Regions from separate parts of the Mus musculus genome. Here all the other regions are linked to region 1. A link is a contact called in public Hi-C and promoter capture Hi-C data. All regions are on one chromosome and are shown on one strand. Each heading gives the region's core, a stretch centred on a gene start, on an enhancer-like site or on the middle of the called end of the contact. The rest is flanking DNA. Distances are from core to core; before and after follow the strand shown.

Region 1 (3,860 bases), core at 1,140-3,639:
CTTCCAGCAAGGCATGCCTCTCCCTAACTCTCCACACACCTCAGAGGCCTCACACTCCTCCAGCCGTCTTCTGCTCTGTTTCATATATGTCCTATCTGTCTTGCGACAGGTGTTATGACAGTCCCCAGAGGCCATTAGAAAAAGAATGTAAAATATGTGCCCCCTCCTGCTACCCCAATCCACTGCTCCGCCCTGCACTTAGCACTAAATATAGCTGAGGTCCAGGCCTCGGCAGACATCATAGCACTCAGAAAGAGGTTCCAACTCAGCCAGGGAGACCTGGTGTGCCCATGCCCTTTCCATACTTTGGGCTTCTGGAAGACACTGACTTCTGCTTCCTGTGAAGTACCAAGGTATTTGCCCTGTAGGCCAACCTGCAGATACCAATTGCCCAAAGGCATCCGAGGATGTGCGGCAAAGCAGGGACGCTGGTGACAAGGGACAGAGCATATTCCTGACCTCTTGTCCTCCTGACCTCCTACCTCAGAAGGAGGAGAAGGGAGAGTTTTTGCCCCACTCCCTCTCTGGCCTCTCCACTGAGGATATGAGGAAGCAAGATCTGATATCCCCTTATGGAGCCCCAAGCAAAACCTCAGGGTGGTCCCTCTTGTCTCTGAGCTCTGTGTAGGAGACCACACACAAACCCATGCCTGTCCCCACTTCTGCTCTATCTAGTCACCATGAGAGTGGCCTGGGAAGATTTCCTATACAGACTGCCAGCTGTCCCCAGCTCAGACTCCCAGGGATCCCCAGAATCCTTGCTAGGGTCACAGAGGCCAAAGAATCTAATGGCCTGTTGTTAGGGGATACAGAAACCCAGCAAGGGGACAGGGGCTGCCCATGGAGGCTCAGCTGAGGTCTCAGAAAAGGCTGCGGCAGGCTTTCAGGCTTCCCGGCTCCACTCTCATCTGGCCTGAGACTTCTGAGGGCAGGTTTGGGGGGGCAGGTTTAGGGTATAGTAATTTCAAAAACTGTCCATGAGCAGGTCCCCTATGCCGAGACAGTCACTCAGCACTGCCAGCAAGTCAGGACCACCCACCTCCACCTCGGACCCTCTTAGGCACCAGCCTGCTCTAGATGCCTACCATTGGGCACATTCAGATCTGATCTCTCCATCCTGAGTCACCCCAGGCTTAGCTGGAGGATGTCCCCATGGGACAAAGTCATTCTACCAAAGCTGCCTCAGGAGGGAAGTTACTCACAGGCTAGCCTGGGCACAACATTGCTTGCTGGGGCCGGTTATGCTAAGACCGTGACCAGCAATAGCTGGGGACTGGGCTTGCCCTGGGCCATGGTTTGGCTCTGGCTGTCCTGGGTCTCTGGCCTTCAGCATTTTTATCTCTTTTTCAGACAGAGTCTCACCCAGTTCAGGTTGGCCTCGGACTTAGCGAGTAGTTGAGGATGACCTTGGACCTCAGACCCTCCTGACACAGATTACAAACATGCAGCATCTTTTCTGGTTTTATTTGGTGGACCCAGGGCTTTGTGCATGCTATGCAAGCACATAACCAGCTGAGCTATGTCCCGGGCTCATAGCTGCATCTGAAAAATCAAAACTTCTGCTTGGCGGTGATGGCGTACACCTTTAATCCCAGCACTCTGGAGGCAGAGGCAGGTGGATCTCTGAGTTCGAGGCCAGCCTGGTCTACGAATCGAGTTCCAGGACAGCCAGGGCTACACTGAGAAATCCTGTCTCAAACAAAACAGAAAACAATCAGAACTCCAGGCCAGAATGATGGGCCAGTGGTACAGGTACGTCCTGTTATTTCTGAGGACCTGTTATTTCCAGTCCTGTTTTTATCATGTGTCATACACATGGTCAAAGAGAAACAATGTACTCTGACCCCTACACTTTCACCACGACACATGGACCCACTCACATGCACACAAAATAAACAAAACTGTAATTTAAAAATTAAAAACAACACAAAGCTCCCGGCTACCAAGTGAAACTACCTCTCGATGATACTAGATCAGAATGAATCTGTTTCTTGGGCCCGCCTGAGGTAGCCACAGCAACTTCTGACCACATACAAACACTTGCTACCTTCTAGAGATAAGTCCTGGTGGCTTTCCTCGCTGAGGGCCTGTACACCTGTACCACATCCTCTCCACACCTTCCCCGCTACCGCTAGACTCCCTCCTGACACCCACGCTGCAAGGTCCAGAGGGCCACGGAGTAGAGCGGTAGCCTAGCCTATAACACAAGAGGGGAGGGTACTCACCAAGGGTCTGGCTGGTGTCTGGGTGCTTTTGGGTGTCTAGCCTTGGGGTCTGTCGCTCTGCCGGGATTCTTTGTTGTCAGTTCTGTTCTGTTCCTGGGTCCCCTGCCTCTCTCTACCTTGGCTCTAGGTCTCCGTTCTCTGCCAACCAGGCAGCTGCCTTTATCTGGCCGGCTAGGGGTGGGTGAGGGTGGGGGCGGGGGAGAGGCTATGTTCGGAGTATTAAGTGGTCCGGTTATTTTTAGGGCTCGTGGAAGTCACTTTTCCATCCTGGGGAATCAGTTACAATTCCTCTGGGCTAGGGAGGGCTAGGGTGGAGGAGGAGTCCCATTCAACCCAAGTCTGCCCGGAGGACTGGGGTGGGTGACTCAGTCCTGGATGGAGACATCTAGGTTATTTTGAGGAGATGAATAGGGGGACACTTGACGTGTGGGTGACCCTGTCCTCTCATCCCGCAGGCCCTCTCTCTCTATGCTGAGCTATTGTTACCACACATGGTCCACCGAGCCCAAAGCCCAGCATCTCCCTGAGTGCAGGACCAGGCTTCTCACTACCAGAGTCACCTTCATGTAAAAGGCTCAACCTCTGTTTCTCTCCGTGCAAAAACAAAGCTGGCCTTGTCTCCCGTCTATTCTTACCCTAGCTCCACAGTCCAGGTCTTTGAAGCTATGAGGGAAGTAAACTTGGGGGTGAGCGAGATTTCTGAAGGAACAGGCCCTTAATTTATCAAAAGATCTGAAGGCTGAATGCATGGTGTCCCAGCCCAGTGATCTGGGTCCATGGCTCCTTCTAGACTCTTCCCTCTGACTCACGGCCCAGACTCTCTGGGAATGGCTGGGAGGACCTACACATGGTAACTGACTGTGGAGTTATTTCTGACCCTGGAGTCATCATCTTCGTGGTCACAGATGGAGTGACAGACTGTGCACCTGTCTCTTCCTCAGTCACACGGAGCCCCGGGGGACCTGGCAGGCTTCGTCACTTACTTGGCGCTAAGGCTGGTGTGGAGAGATGCCACAGAAAATACGGAAGTGGCTTTTGTCCCAGGTGGGTGTAGCAGGAATGGCACCGCCTTTATGTAAACCCTGCGGGCCGCAGAGCCACAAAAGCATCTCCTGCAGGAGGACCTAATTGAGGACTGCCTGAGAGATAGTTGTCTGCTGGTGCAGACAATGCCAGCCAATCAGGTTCTGCTGTTTAGGAGAGACGCTTTCTTGGTACCAATGGGGCATGGGTGGAGGGTATTAAAGGAGCTTAGAGCAGCATAGAGAGAGCTTGCTGCAGCCTTTCTCACCTGTTCTGGAGTCTGTCATTGACTCTGCACCACCTCACCTCCAACCCCCAAGGGCGGGTAGGGTCAGACATCGAGTAGCCCAGGGCACAGGCAACAGGTGGGAAACCAGGCTCCTCCCTGGGTGTGAGTGTCCGGTCTTCCTTCTGAATTACATGTGCCTTCAGATGCCAGGGGTGATGACAGGTGCGTTGTGAACCTTGTCCATGGTGTCAATACCATCCTGCTGTCAGCTTGGGCCTGGGAGGTGCATCTTGGATGCCCTACCCCCCTGTCCTCATCCTCTGCTCCAGAATCCTGGTTGTCCCTGGCAGGGACAGAAGTGGCAGAGCCTCCCTCTCACAGGG
Region 2 (3,434 bases), core at 312-2,811, 150 kb after region 1:
GGGCTCTTCGTGTCGTACTCTAGCCACGGAGTCCTGGAAGGATCTCTTGTGCTCCAGAGCTCAGGGAACGGGTCTTTTGGTTTCATCTGGAGCCCCTTTCTCTCTGGCAGGTGCACGCTTCCTCAGGGTCTTTGGCAAAGGTGATTGCAGAGCTAATCCACACACATTCCTCCTTCTTCCTCTCCCCTCCCTCCCTGCATCTGGTCAGCAAACATGACTCTTGATACTTTTTTTTCTCTTCCTGGCTCTCTGTCCGGCCTCTCTTGCTCGCACACCATTTGCTTCCCATTCACCTCTTAGCCAGCAGTACTCAGAGCCAGAGTCGAGTCTGGTGAAGGGCCATGGAATTGTAAGATACTAAGTTGTTGTATGATCCTTAAATGCGGCGATGTTCCGATAAGTAGGGGATCGCGCTAAATTCCCATGTGAACTGTAGGTAACTTGTGTCAGAAACAGAGGAAATGGAGGCATCCTCCTTCCTCCCCCTCCGCGGGCCCAGTCTCCAGCCTCACACAGGGCTTTGAGAGAATCAGTTCCTGCCCCAGTCTGGGGAGAACCACCCTCTAAAGCCTTGCCTTTGAGCTTGTCACCTGCACAGGCGCCCGGCGCAGCTCTGACTGCTTTCAAATGATATCATTTAGGAAGGTCATATGGCTTCAGCCCTGTCCCCCAACCCTCCCAATCACTTCCCTCGCAGCATCCTGGACAAGTCCCCATGCGCACTTGTATAGGTCTAGAAAGAGTGCCAGGAGCGTTTCTGTCTCCAAATCAAAACCCCTCAAATTCCTGAGAGGCCTGATGCTCCAGTGCTTCCCCTGGCTGGCCCTCCGCGGCTATGTCTGTGGCAAGGAGAGGTGAAGGAAAACAGGAAGGGAACTTGGCCTTCTGGAAAGGAAGGCAAAGTGCGTGTGTGTGTGCGTGTGTGTGTTTGCGCGTGCGCGTACGCGTGCGCGTGTGATGTGTGCGTGTGTTAGAGAGTTATCAGTCCAAGATCCCATCCCTGAGTAGGAGGCCTTCCACGGGATGAAGGGGTCTGTGCTCACTGTGGAGGTGGAGTAGCGCGGGGCTGAGTTTCCGTCTCCTCGCTCTGGTCTGCCTCCACAGTCCGTAGCCTCCAGACTCCCGGGGAAGAATGAGCCCGAGCATGGGCTCTTTTTGTTCTAGACCACAGGAGCCAGCCCTCCCCCATGGCGTGGCACTTGCTTGTACCCATCTGTACACTTGCTGTGGGGACAGAGATTGGGCCAGATGGAAGCGCCTCGTACTGCCTTGTACTCGTGTGGACTGCTGTGTGGGTGTTGGCCTTGGGAGTAGCTTGGGGAGAATATGTGCCAGCTCTCAGTTTTCTTGCCCAAGTGCAAATGCTAGAGGCCCTTCCAAGTCCCAGGTTCATTCTTGTCCCCCAAAGGCCTCAACTGCAGGAGGTCGTCATGAACTGCAGGAGGTCGTCATGAAAAGGCCACAACGGTACATGCAACACTTCAGAGTCCCAAAGCCTTCTCAGCAGGGGGCACATGGTGATCGGCTTGGGCCTCTTTTCCCTAGTCAGCCCAGATGGGCGGGGGCGGAGGGTGGAAGGAGAGGAGTTGGATAGATCCATCTCTAGTCAGGCTCCATCTGGGTCGGCCCCACAACTTCAGCTTGCTTTGAGCCCAAACTTTGGTAAGTTATAAACACAAAGAATAGAGAAAGAGAGATAGAGAGAGACACACACAAACACATACACACTACACAGATACATACACACACACATATACCACACACACGCACGCACGCACGCACGCACACGCACACGCACACACACACACACAAACCTTGTCACTCCTCACCCCTCCTAACACTTTTCTCCTTAGGAGGCCAGTGGACGGGAAGGAGGCCATGTCTCTATTCACAAGGAAACCAGGCTCAGGGCCTGACTCAGTGGTTAAAAAATTCTTGCCTTGCAAGCATGAGAGCTAGAGTTCAAATCCCCATGACCCACACGAATGCTGGGTAGGCCTGACAACGTACCTCTAAATCCAAACTGAGAAGCTGGTGACAGGAGATCCCAGAGCAAGCAAGAGTGGCCATATCAGTGAGCTTTGGGACTGACTGGGAAACCCTTCCTCAGTGACTATGGTAGAAGATATAGGACTGACTCCCAATGTCAAACTCAGGGACTCCATGCACATGCACCCCTGTATGCTTGTGCACATACACTTGCACACACACACACACACACACACACACACACACACACACCACACCACACCACACCACACACCACACATCCACATGGAAATGGGGAAAAAGGAAACAAGAGAGTACCAGACTCATGGTTCTTCGAGGATGGGTGCATCCTAGCCAGGACTTAGAAGCCTTTCCCCACCCAGGAAGACCTCACCATTTCTTCCTCCTGTTCCCTCTCTTGTACGTGTGAGCTGCTAATGGGGTGCTTCATTCACCATGGGGCTGTGTGCATGCTCCTCAGAGCCTGTCACGCTCTGGCCTACGGCTCCTACACAGGTGCCCTGAGCGCAGATATCTTCTCAGAGATTCCTCCACGGTCACCAGACTCCATCATTGTCTTCCAGGATCATCTGCTCACTTATTTGTTTAATTCTCGCCCCAATGCTTTGCCTAATGTAAATCCCACGGCGGCCCCACTGATTTATCCTGTCTCCAGTTATCTGGCACTAACAAGAACTCAATAAATACTTGCTGACTGAAAGAATGTTTATTTGCTTTTAAGAATAGTTTTAAAAATAATTTTCAAAAAGTTTGGATCCTTTTGAGGACTCAGAGGCGTCGATTGCAGCTCACTGGGAATTGCTTGTGACCTTGGCAGGAAATGGAAGTGAGGATGGGGAATCCATGAATGTAAATGTAACACCCTCAGCTTAGCCTGGCCTCCAAGGAAGCAGAGGATGGGTCCCATCAGGTTGTTAGCTCGGGAGCTGTTGATTGTAATGCAATGCTCTTGGGACAGGGACAGCAGGATGTCTGATGAAGAGCCACATGGCAATTAACTGATGGAGCTAAGAACCTAGGTGGTGGGCAGGGAGCTTGGGGACAAAAGGAGGGAGACATATTGATCACTTGAGGGGGCTTCTCACTGGATGGGGAAAGGGGGAGGGAGAATTGTAGATTAAGTGAATTTTCACATTCAGTGGTGAGGTGTGGGGTAGCTCTTGCCTGAACCCTTGTTTACTTTATATAGGACACAAGGCAGCCAGTTCACGCTGGGGTGGTAGCGAGCACAGGACAGATGAAGTCAGAGGGCAGGGTTCCAAAGAAGTCACTCCAAATCACCTCTGTGAAGTGTCCTGATCCCTGCCCCCCATATTTGAATGAATTTGCATTTTCTTTTTAAAAAATGATTTGTTTATTTATGGTGTGTGCACATGCCATGTGCACTTGTGGAGGTCAGAGGAGAACTTGAGGGTGTCAGTCTC
Region 3 (3,417 bases), core at 707-3,206, 170 kb after region 1:
ATAGGTATGTAAAATTATGTCTGGGTTTTCAATCTGATACCATCAATCAATATGTTCATTTTTATGCCAATGCTGTGTGGTTATTACTATATCTCTATAGTACAACTTGATATTGAAGATAGTGTTACCTCAATTGGTTCCTTCATTATTCAGGATTGTTTTAGCTATTGTGGGTGTTTTGTGTTTCCATATGAGGCTTGAAACTGTGTTTTCAGGTTCTGTGGAGAATTATGTTGGAATTTTGATAGGTATTGCATGTAATTTGTAGGTTGTTTTTGGTAGGTATCCGTTTCACAATCTTAGTTCCACTGATCCATGAGCATGGGAGATCTTTCCATCTTCTGATGTCTTCTTCAGTTTCTTTCTTTGAATTCTTAAGATTTTTATTGTGCAAGTCTTTCACTTCTTTGGTTATCCCTCAAACTCTTTTGAGGCTTTTGAAAGGTATGGTTTCCTTGATTTCTTTCTCAATTTTCTCCACCCTACTTTGTTAGCTGGAGTCAGTGTCTCCAGATTACCACTTTCTTGTTGTTTTTCTCCAAATTCCTTGAAGTCAAGCTCGTTTGTCAAACTTCTCAGGAAATAGAAACAATCTGTGTATGCACGGGGATGTTCGTTATCAAGAACTGGCTTGTGAGCCCAAAGGCAGAGCAGTTCTAATATCCATGCTTACAAACTGAGGATCCAGAATATGAGAGCTGATGGTGAGTCTGAGGAAACCCAAGAGCCTGAGGCCAGGGAGACCTATTGGGGTCTGTACTGGCTGGTTTTGTGTGCCAAGTTGACACAGGCTGGAGTTATCACAGAGAAAGGAGCCTCCTTTGAGGAAATGCCCCCATGGGATCCAGCTGTAAGGCATTTTCTAAATTAGTGATCAAGTGGGAAAGGACCCCTTGTTGGTGGTGCCATCCCTGGGCTGGCAGTCTTGGGTTCTATAAGAAAGCAGGCTAAGCAAGCCAAGGAAGCAAGCCAGAAAGGAACATCCCTCCATGGCCTCTGCATCAGCTCCTGCTTCCTGACCTGCTTGAGTTCCAGTCCTGACTGACTTTGGTGATGAACAGCAATGTGGAAGTATAAGCTGAATAAACCCTTTCCTCCCCAACTTGTGTCTTGGTCATGATGTTTTGTGCAGAAATAGAAACCCTGGGTAAGACAGTGTCAGCTCCAATCCAGAGGCTGAGAGCCTGTGAACATAAACAGGTTCAAGTCCAGTGGCAGCCAGTGTCACAGCTTGTCGGGGCTATGTGGGCCATACACTGACTGGATGGGGCCCATGCTGTGTCTCCACCCTTTAACTCTCTACGCCACCACATCAGTCTACACTTAGATTTTCACGTTATCCAGAAACATCCTCCGTAGGAACAGACCCAGTCAAACTGCCGCCCATCCCGCATCACCCCAAACAAGTTTTGTGTCCACTTACACTGAAAAGGTTATTTTCAGAAGTGGGTCTTCAGAATTTCTAAAACTCATAGAATAAGGGGGATTAAAAGTTGTCTAGTTACACACACAAAAAATGACTCATTAAGCAATAATAAAAGTAGGACTTTCTCTTTTTTCCCCCTCAATTCCTCTTAGTTCTTTGAGAATTTTGTACAAAGTTATATCTGCCCCGTCCCCAGCCTCTCCCATTCTCTTCATCCCCTCTTCCCTCTCCACCTAATTTTGCCCCCCTTTTAGTCCACCAAGTCACTGCAGTTGGCACACCCACATAATCTGGTGGGTGCCCACTGGACCGGGGTGCTTTCACTTAGCAGGGCCCACACCCTTAAAGAAGACGGACTCTTCCGCTCCTAGCAGCCATTAACCGCCAATGGCTCCTCCTCAGGTGTGGGGCTCACACTTATCCCCTTTCCACACTGGCGTTCGGTGGGCTTAGGTTTGTGCAATGCTTGAGACCGCTGCCACAGCCACGGGTGAGCTCATATGTGCAGCTGTCCTGCTGTATCCGGATGGGTCTCTTTCCCTTTCGTTATCCACTGCCTCTGGATCTTACAGTCTCTCTGCCTTTTCTCCAGCAGCGGTTCCGGAGATGTCGCTTTTCAGCTGAGCACACACACACACACACACTCTCTCTCTCTCTCTCTCTCTCTCTCTCTCTCTCTCTCTCTCTCTCTCTCTCTCTCTCTCTCTCTCTCTCTCTCTCTCGCTCGCTCTCCTCACAGCCTGGAGGCTCTGTGGGTCTCGGTGTTAATCGCCGCCGTCTATTGTAAAAGAAGCTTCTCTGTTGAGGGCTGACGGACGCATTGATCTGTGGGTATACGTCATTAGGAGCTGGTTTAATACTGTGACCATTTCGCACTGCCCGCTCCTCCCTAGCCCCTGCATCGTCTCCCCCCACCCCACCACCTCCATAGCCTTTCTCAATTTCAAGCCCATTTTCCAAAGACACCTGAATAAACGGCCACTAGAGGGCAGCACCGGCTGCAGTTTCTCCTGAAACCTCTGAACTTTTCAGTGGGGCCAAGGCTGACAAAGGTTGGCTTCTAATTACCACCATACTCATGGTATACAGAGAGATTTTTCTCTTCTTCAGGAATAGTAGGCAATTGAGAGCTTTGTCATAGAGGCAGCTTTTGAGTCAGAATTCGTCTTGACTTTGATTTGATGGAAATGCCCGCAGAAGGGGGACTGGATATGCTTACTGCTTCCTTCCTCGGGCTGATGACACAGAGCAGCCGTGCGTAGCTCTCAAGAGCAAGCTGCATGCCAGTGTAGGTGTGGCCAGAGCCCCAGCTCAGGAGAGTTCTCATTCCAGAGGAGTATGGAGCCATCATCGACAGGACAGACAAGCTAACCCCAAGGCTGAGGTTACCGCAGACAGAAACAGCCAGGCAAAGCCAAGGCTTGGTCAGATCCTACGTTTGTGGTATCAGCTTTACACAGCGACAGGAGCTGGGGTGCTGATCAGGATGCTCACGTTAATTTGGACCTTGAAGTCTCATTGTTTGGTGCCTGGTAACAACAGCCATGGTAAAAGAAGAAAATATTTGTGATACCAGTGACTCAGCATGTTGTAAAATATTGAGGCTGGCTGGCCAACAAGCAAACAGAACAAACGAACCCCCCACAAATACTCCTCCTCATGAGGCCAGCGTTGATGCTGTAGGGCTTAGTGGGCAAAGGCTTGGTATGCAAGTGTGAGACCCTCAGTTTGGACCCCAGGGACCCATGGAAAGCCCCACACGGTAAGACAATCCAGTAATCCCTCTGCTCCTGTGGATGGAGGCAGATGGCAGCGAATCCCCAGAAATTCACAGGCCAGCTAGCCTGTTGTGTGTAGCGGGAAACAACATGAGACTTGGATTCAGTCAAGGTGAGGCAGTTACCTGCAGCTCTCCTCTGATTGTCACCTGTGCACTGGGCACACGTGTGCCTGCACTCACTCATGAGCACACAAGCATGGGGATAAAAACA

The links. Promoter capture Hi-C pulls out the DNA fragments that hold promoters and counts their contacts. Hi-C and Micro-C count contacts between places; a contact is called where the count stands out from the background.
Region 2: a promoter capture Hi-C map of hippocampal neurons shows a contact between it and region 1, with 2.7 times the contacts expected there. The contact joins the enhancer-like site here to the promoter of Xirp1 in region 1. A contact is called at or near these places in 9 of 39 promoter capture datasets (the C10 cell line, the HPC-7 cell line, HPC-7-derived erythroid cells and 5 more), 3 of 15 datasets of contacts at CTCF or cohesin (embryonic stem cells, large pre-B cells and pro-B cells), 65 of 484 Hi-C or Micro-C datasets (B cells, the Ba/F3 cell line, CD4 T cells and 32 more), 5 of 115 datasets of contacts at active chromatin or transcription factors (T-cell acute lymphoblastic leukemia, bone marrow-derived dendritic cells, embryonic stem cells and 1 more) and 3 of 9 other capture datasets (embryonic stem cells, liver and pancreatic islet).
Region 3: a contact with region 1 is called in a Hi-C map of Th1 cells, with 4 times the contacts expected there. The contact joins the enhancer-like site here to the promoter of Xirp1 in region 1. A contact is called at or near these places in 7 of 39 promoter capture datasets (the HPC-7 cell line, HPC-7-derived erythroid cells, embryonic stem cells and 4 more), 18 of 484 Hi-C or Micro-C datasets (CD4 T cells, CD8 T cells, the G1E-ER4 cell line and 7 more) and 2 of 9 other capture datasets (embryonic stem cells and pancreatic islet).

What each region holds. Positions count from the first base shown.
Region 1 is chr9:120,021,209-120,025,068 of GRCm38.p6, forward strand. Xirp1 (xin actin-binding repeat containing 1) reads right to left here and starts at 2,390. Exons shown (of 3, transcript NM_011724.3): 1 at 2,226-2,390.
Region 2 is chr9:120,173,385-120,176,818 of GRCm38.p6, forward strand. It overlaps a transcript of Mobp not described here. Among named protein-coding and RNA genes, the nearest start is that of Mobp, 25 kb to the left of the region's middle. Within about 2 kb of position 1,562, at least 12 of the 459 cell types and tissues checked have an H3K27ac peak or open chromatin away from gene starts, as enhancers often do. A contact at or near this core is called in cerebral cortex and hippocampal neurons, where this site is marked.
Region 3 is chr9:120,189,190-120,192,606 of GRCm38.p6, forward strand. No RefSeq gene overlaps it. Among named protein-coding and RNA genes, the nearest start is that of Gm38642, 24 kb to the right of the region's middle. Within about 2 kb of position 1,957, at least 86 of the 459 cell types and tissues checked have an H3K27ac peak or open chromatin away from gene starts, as enhancers often do. A contact at or near this core is called in Th1 cells, hematopoietic stem and progenitor cells, hippocampal neurons and 1 more, where this site is marked.